Regions from separate parts of the Mus musculus genome. Here region 1 is linked to region 2. The links are chromatin contacts, called in public ChIA-PET maps. All regions are on one chromosome and are shown on one strand. Each heading gives the region's core, a stretch centred on a gene start, on an enhancer-like site or on the middle of the called end of the contact. The rest is flanking DNA. Distances are from core to core; before and after follow the strand shown. Region 1 overlaps Aven (apoptosis, caspase activation inhibitor). Region 2 holds the start of Lpcat4 (lysophosphatidylcholine acyltransferase 4).

Region 1 (2,700 bases), core at 45-2,544, 270 kb after region 2:
CTAGTCTGTTATGAATGCTCAGGGACTCTGGAATAGTGGCAATTGCAGGGTCCTCGGTTCTCCCCAGGTCTCCTGCCTTTCATTTCACTGTTGGTTTTACTGCAGCAGCAGGCTCTCAGGTCACAGTTGTGTTTTATATCAGAATCATTATCTTGCTCAGGTATACATTTTACCTTGTGCTTTAGCTGCTTAGAGATTTCAAGCTAACTGGAGAAGCTTCTATGAACTTACTCCATGGGACAATAAAAGAATATTAGGCTTTCCCACGCTAACCCTGCTCACACTTTGAGTGCTCGTTCTAGCCCCCAAGCCCTCATCAGTCTCTGGTATTAGTCACTCATTAGCAGATCTCACTCACTAAATAACTTAACTCAGCCAGCATCTTTGGGCCTTCAGAAGTTTATAGAGATGGCAGCCTCTAGGCTTCAGGCCACATTTTGTAATCTCTAGATTTTGATATAAATGGCCATTTTCTTTTTTTTGTTTTTCTTTTTGTTTTTGTTTTTCGAGACAGAGTTTCTCTGTATAGCCCTGGCTGTCCTGGAACTCACTTTGTAGACCAGGCTGGCCTCGAACTCAGAAATCCACCTGCCTCTAATTATTATTATTTTTTCGAATTTTCTTGTTTTTATAGTGAGACTTATGATATTTGAGGGCTGAAAGAGATCTTGGAAGGCCTATTTAGTCCATCCTTTTAGGAAACTTTATGCAGTTTCATTTAGGTGAGAATTATTGACTAATATGAAATTTGTTGGGTGAATGGTTGATGACCAAAGTAAAGTTGCAGAAATGTCCTAAATAGAAATGGGGTCATATCTGTACTGTGAGTGGGCAGACCCGCCACTCAGCCCTCTGTCAGTTCACATTGTTAGTTGTGCTGGGGTTTCCTTTTGTCTGTCTGTCAACTGATGTGTTGTAACTATGTTCAGGTGACCACATACAGTATATTTTAGTCAAGACCTATTTGACTGAGCATTAAGCAACATTGGAAATTAAAAACAAATCTATAAGTAATTTAAGAAAAGCAAGGAAAAAGCCAGACAGAAGATGGACTCTTCTGCATGCTCCCAGGCCAGGCCTTGTCAATAAATTGACACAATATAAAGAAAGCGTGTGCTGGTAGCTTCTAATGATGTAGGGTAAGGGGCAGGTAGAACCCATTGGGAACTTGCTGTAAGAAATAAGCTTTAAAGGAGTTTGTTTTGGAGGGCGTGGGTCTAGAAGTAGTCTGTGTGGTTTGGGCGTGGTGGCATATGCCTGTGACCTCAGTGCTGGGGGGTGGGGGGAGGGCGGGCTGAAACATCTGAATCTGAGAGCCTGAGCTTCATGATAAGATTTTCTCAGAAACAGAACAGGACCAGCCCTTTCAACAGTGTGTGAGTGTGTGTGTATGTGTGTGTGTGTGTGTGTGTGTGTGTGTGTGTGAGACATAGAAAATGAAATGTATTGAAATGGAAAGGTAGACATGCTGACTTAATAAAATTGGTTACCAAAAAATAAAATGTATTAATATAATAGAGGAATGAACTGGGAATATGTGTCCTTTGGTACTCTCTAGGTGATGAAAGGGGTTTTTCTAGGTGGTACTTGGGACTTTGAATGTAGGTCCTTGTGTGTACTATACAAGTAGCCTAAATGTGGGTTTTAAATTTTATCTTAATTTTCATCTTCATCATCTTCTACATTTCTGTGTTAGTAAAGTGCTTTAAAAATACTTTAGTTGATTTTTTGAGAATTTCACATAATGTGTTTTGATCATATTCATCCCTTAAATTTGACCCTGACCCCTTCCAGATCCTCCCCCACCTCCCTGTTCTCCCCTCAACCCCAGTAATCTATTGAGTCCAATTGGTGCTGCCCATAAACTCCTTTTTTTTTTTCTTTTTTTTTTTTCCATTTTTATTAGGTATTTAGCTCATTTACATTTCCAATGCTATACCAAAAGTCCCCCATACCCACCCACCCCCACTCCCCTACCCGCCCACTCCCCCTTTTTGGCCCTGGCGTTCCCCTGTACTGGGGCATATAAAGTTTGCGTGTCCAATGGGCCTCTCTTTCCAGTGATGGCCGACTAGGCCATCTTTTGATACATATGCAGCTAGAGTCAAGAGCTCCGGGGTACTGGTTAGTTCATAATGTTGTTCCACCTATAGGGTTGCAGATCCCTTTAGCTCCTTGGGTACTTTCTCTAGCTCCTCCATTGGGAGCCCTGTGATCCATCCAATAGCTGACTGTGAGCATCCACTTCTGTGTTTGCTAGGCCCCGGCATAGTCTCATAAGAGACAGCTACATCTGGGTCCTTTTGATAAAATCTTGCTAGTGTATGCAATGGTGTCAGCGTTTGGATGCTGATTATGGGGTGGATCCCTGGATATGGCAGTCTCTACATGGTCCATCCTTTCATCTCAGCTCCAAACTTTGTCTCTGTAACTCCTTCCAAGGGTGTTTTGTTCCCACTTCTAAGGAGGGGCATAGTGTCCACACTTCAGTCTTCATTTTTCTTGAGTTTCATGTGTTTAGGAAATTGTATCTTATATCTTGGGTATCCTAGGTTTTGGGCATAAACTCCTGATAGTGAGGCTCTCCAGCGGAGCATGGTGAGCCTACCAGGAGCCACAGCCTTAAAGGAAGCTGACTCTTTGTCTCCAGGAAGCCATCCCCCGTCCGTAGGCCTTACTTTGTAATCTAGGCTACTTCCA
Region 2 (2,700 bases), core at 4-2,503:
CACCCCACCCCACCCCACCCCCACCCCCCGCAATGTCCTCTTTCTCCCGCTCCTATCTCCTGGATTTTATTTCTTAAAATTCTCAAATCAGATTTGTAGGATGACCCGTCCCATAGAGTGTCCCATAGAGTTGTTTGCCACTGCCAACAAATCTGATGACCTGAGTTCGATTCTTGAGACCCAGAAAGTAGAAAAAGAGAACATCCCTGCAAGTTGTCCTATGACCTACACGTCCTCGTCACTTTCATCCTGGGCTCCGAAAATATCCCAAGTTAACGAACAACTCAATTTGTCTCGAAAAACAAAATAAAAGAGAGAGGGGAGGGTATGGGGGGGGGGGGCAAACATCCTTAGCTCTTTCCCTCGTTTTCTTGCTTCAACACCCATTCAGTTTTTACCTTTCAGTAAGAGAAGGAAGACAAGGTGAATTGAACTCAGCTTATTTTCATAAATAACGACTCTTACCTCCTTCCCTGTGCACTACATATTTGATAGTGTTAGCAGCTATGGGTTTCAAAGTCCACTCAATTCCCCAGTGCCCCATCAGTTAGGCTGTAGTACAGTGTGTTTTTAGAGCATTAGGGTTTTGCAGGTGACAGGAACTTAGGTGACCTCCATATTCCACAGGGAGACCAGTAGAGAAGCTAAGATTGCTACCTCTCCCGAGCCGGGCTTTGCCGTACTGGGGGACGTACACCCGCTAAGAATCGAGGGATGCAAGCGCGCGGGTGACGGTGGTCCACGCAGCCCGGCACGCTCGGACGCCAAGAGCTGCGACGCGCAGTACGGCCGCGAGAGGGCGCGGGCTCCATTATGGCGGCACGCCGACCGGGAAGGAAAGCGGTGGTCCGCCCCGGAGATGGGGAAAGTGGGGCCGAGGAGCGGCGGGACCAGGGGCGCCCAGCCTCCTTCCGCAGCTGCCGGCCTCGGCAACCTGCCCTGACACAGGGCTCCACCCCGTCTGCGCTCGCAGGGTGGCCACAGCATCCGGAAAGTGACCAGGGCGCTCCCCTACGCGCCCACCTCTCTGCCCCGCTTCCAGCCGGAGACCCTGGGAAAGGGGCAGCCAGGTCCTCGGGGCGCCACGCTCCGAATGGCGCGAGGGGCCGCGGAGAACGCGGCTGAACGGGGACGCCGGAGAGCCGCAAGCCCCGCCCCGCGGCCGGCGCCCTGACAACGCGAGCGGCCCGGGCGGCGCCGCCGCTCTCCGCCCCTCGGCCGGCACCAGGCGGGGCTGGGACCAGAGCGCCGCCGCTGCCAGTGCCGCACGAGCCGCGCTGCTCTGCAGAGCCGGACCGGGAGCGGGGCCCGGGCCGGGAGCGGGGGGTCGCGGCCCTCGCTCGACCTTCTCCCACCATGAGCCAGGGAAGTCCTGGGGCCTGGGCCCCCCTGGATCCCACCTCTGGGTCCTCTGCGTCCCCAAACCCGTTCGTGCATGAGTTACACCTCTCCGGCCTCCAGAGGGTTAAGGTAAGGTGTGGGCAGGGGACGTGTGGAAGACTGGTTGGAATGGAGAGACCCAGTGATGAGATGGGCAAGGGGGTGCCAGAGGAGGTGGATGAGAAGCTTGTGGGGAGGGAGTTAGGGGGCGCGCACGTGGGGGCGGCTGGGGGTGGGTAGGCGAGGAGCCTTGGTGAGGACTCCAGCTTAGGCGATAGACGAGCTCACAAGTGAGGAAGAAATGAGTGGGAGAGGGAGCACTGAAGGAGACCCAAGGATAGGAGAGATGGAGGGCACTGGGGAATGCGGATTACATCCTACGGAGGTTGACGGGCTAGGATGGAGCTGAAGGCTACGGAAAGCCCAGGGTGGGGGCAGGGGCGTGCTCAGCGATCGGGGCTTCGACTTAAACGGTTTGGACCCAGAGACTGCGTCCTTGTGCCCTTCCAACACCTCCTCTTTCCGCCACCACCACCCCCCCCCCCCCGTGTCACTGCAGCACCTACTGGTGGGGGCAGGGAGGCTGGGAGGTGGGTTAGCTACAGGAAGTAGAGGGACGCACCACCCTAGGGTAGCCAGGAGGTGGTGTGGGGAGGAAGTGTCCAAGGTTTCTGTTGTGATCACCTCCCGTGAGGTCGGCCCCCGGGGGCTAGGTTTATTTACCTGCTCAATCCTAAGGAAGCCTCTGGAGTCACCCTGGCACTTGGCAACCCTTACCTTGCGGAATAGGGCTGAGTGTTACCGAAGGATTGCTGTTCTGCAGTACTAGGCTAGGGATTGATTGACCCGAGGTTTGAAAAGTGGATCTCTGTGTTTCCAGCCATCTGCTCCTTGGGCCCAAAGTGTTGAAAGCCCTGCACAGGGTTTGTTTGACATAGGAGCTATTTATGGAATGGGATGGGATGTTGGGAAGAACTGTCTCTAACCTACATCAAACACAGTGCTGGACACCTTCCCTGCATTTTCTCATTAAATCCTCTTTTCTTTTTTTCTTTTGGGGGTGGGGAGGTATTGCCCTGTGTAGCCCTGGCTGTCCTAGAACTTGTTCTGTAGAGAAGACTGGCCTGGAACTCACAGAGATCCACCAGACTCTACCTCCTGAGTGCTGGGATTAAATGCTTGGGCCACCCACTCCCAGTCCATTAAATCCTAACATCCATTCCAAGTATCAGATGCGTTATGACAGTAACCTTTGTAGGGGGAGGGGGTCACCTGAGAGTAAGAAAACAAGGCACCTAATGGTATTGATCCCTTGTCCTC

Evidence for each region. ChIA-PET counts read pairs in DNA pulled down with a chosen protein or histone mark.
Region 1: an RNA polymerase II ChIA-PET map of memory CD8 T cells shows a contact between it and region 2, with 9 read pairs. The contact joins the enhancer-like site here to the promoter of Lpcat4 in region 2. A contact is called at or near these places in 7 of 39 promoter capture datasets (the C10 cell line, the HPC-7 cell line, embryonic stem cells and 4 more), 1 of 15 datasets of contacts at CTCF or cohesin (embryonic stem cells), 3 of 115 datasets of contacts at active chromatin or transcription factors (embryonic stem cells and memory CD8 T cells) and 2 of 9 other capture datasets (adipose tissue and liver).

What each region holds. Positions count from the first base shown.
Region 1 is chr2:112,509,072-112,511,771 of GRCm38.p6, forward strand. All of the region lies in intron 1 of Aven (apoptosis, caspase activation inhibitor), which reads left to right. It also overlaps a transcript of Chrm5 not described here. Among named protein-coding and RNA genes, the nearest start is that of Gm22676, 9.6 kb to the left of the region's middle. Within about 2 kb of position 1,295, at least 39 of the 459 cell types and tissues checked have an H3K27ac peak or open chromatin away from gene starts, as enhancers often do. A contact at or near this core is called in memory CD8 T cells, where this site is marked.
Region 2 is chr2:112,238,588-112,241,287 of GRCm38.p6, forward strand. Lpcat4 (lysophosphatidylcholine acyltransferase 4) reads left to right here and starts at 1,254. Exons shown (of 14, transcript NM_207206.2): 1 at 1,254-1,470. The coding sequence starts at 1,357. Gm52523 reads right to left here and starts at 1,476. Exons shown (of 2, transcript XM_030252294.1): 1 at 658-1,476. The coding sequence starts at 1,358.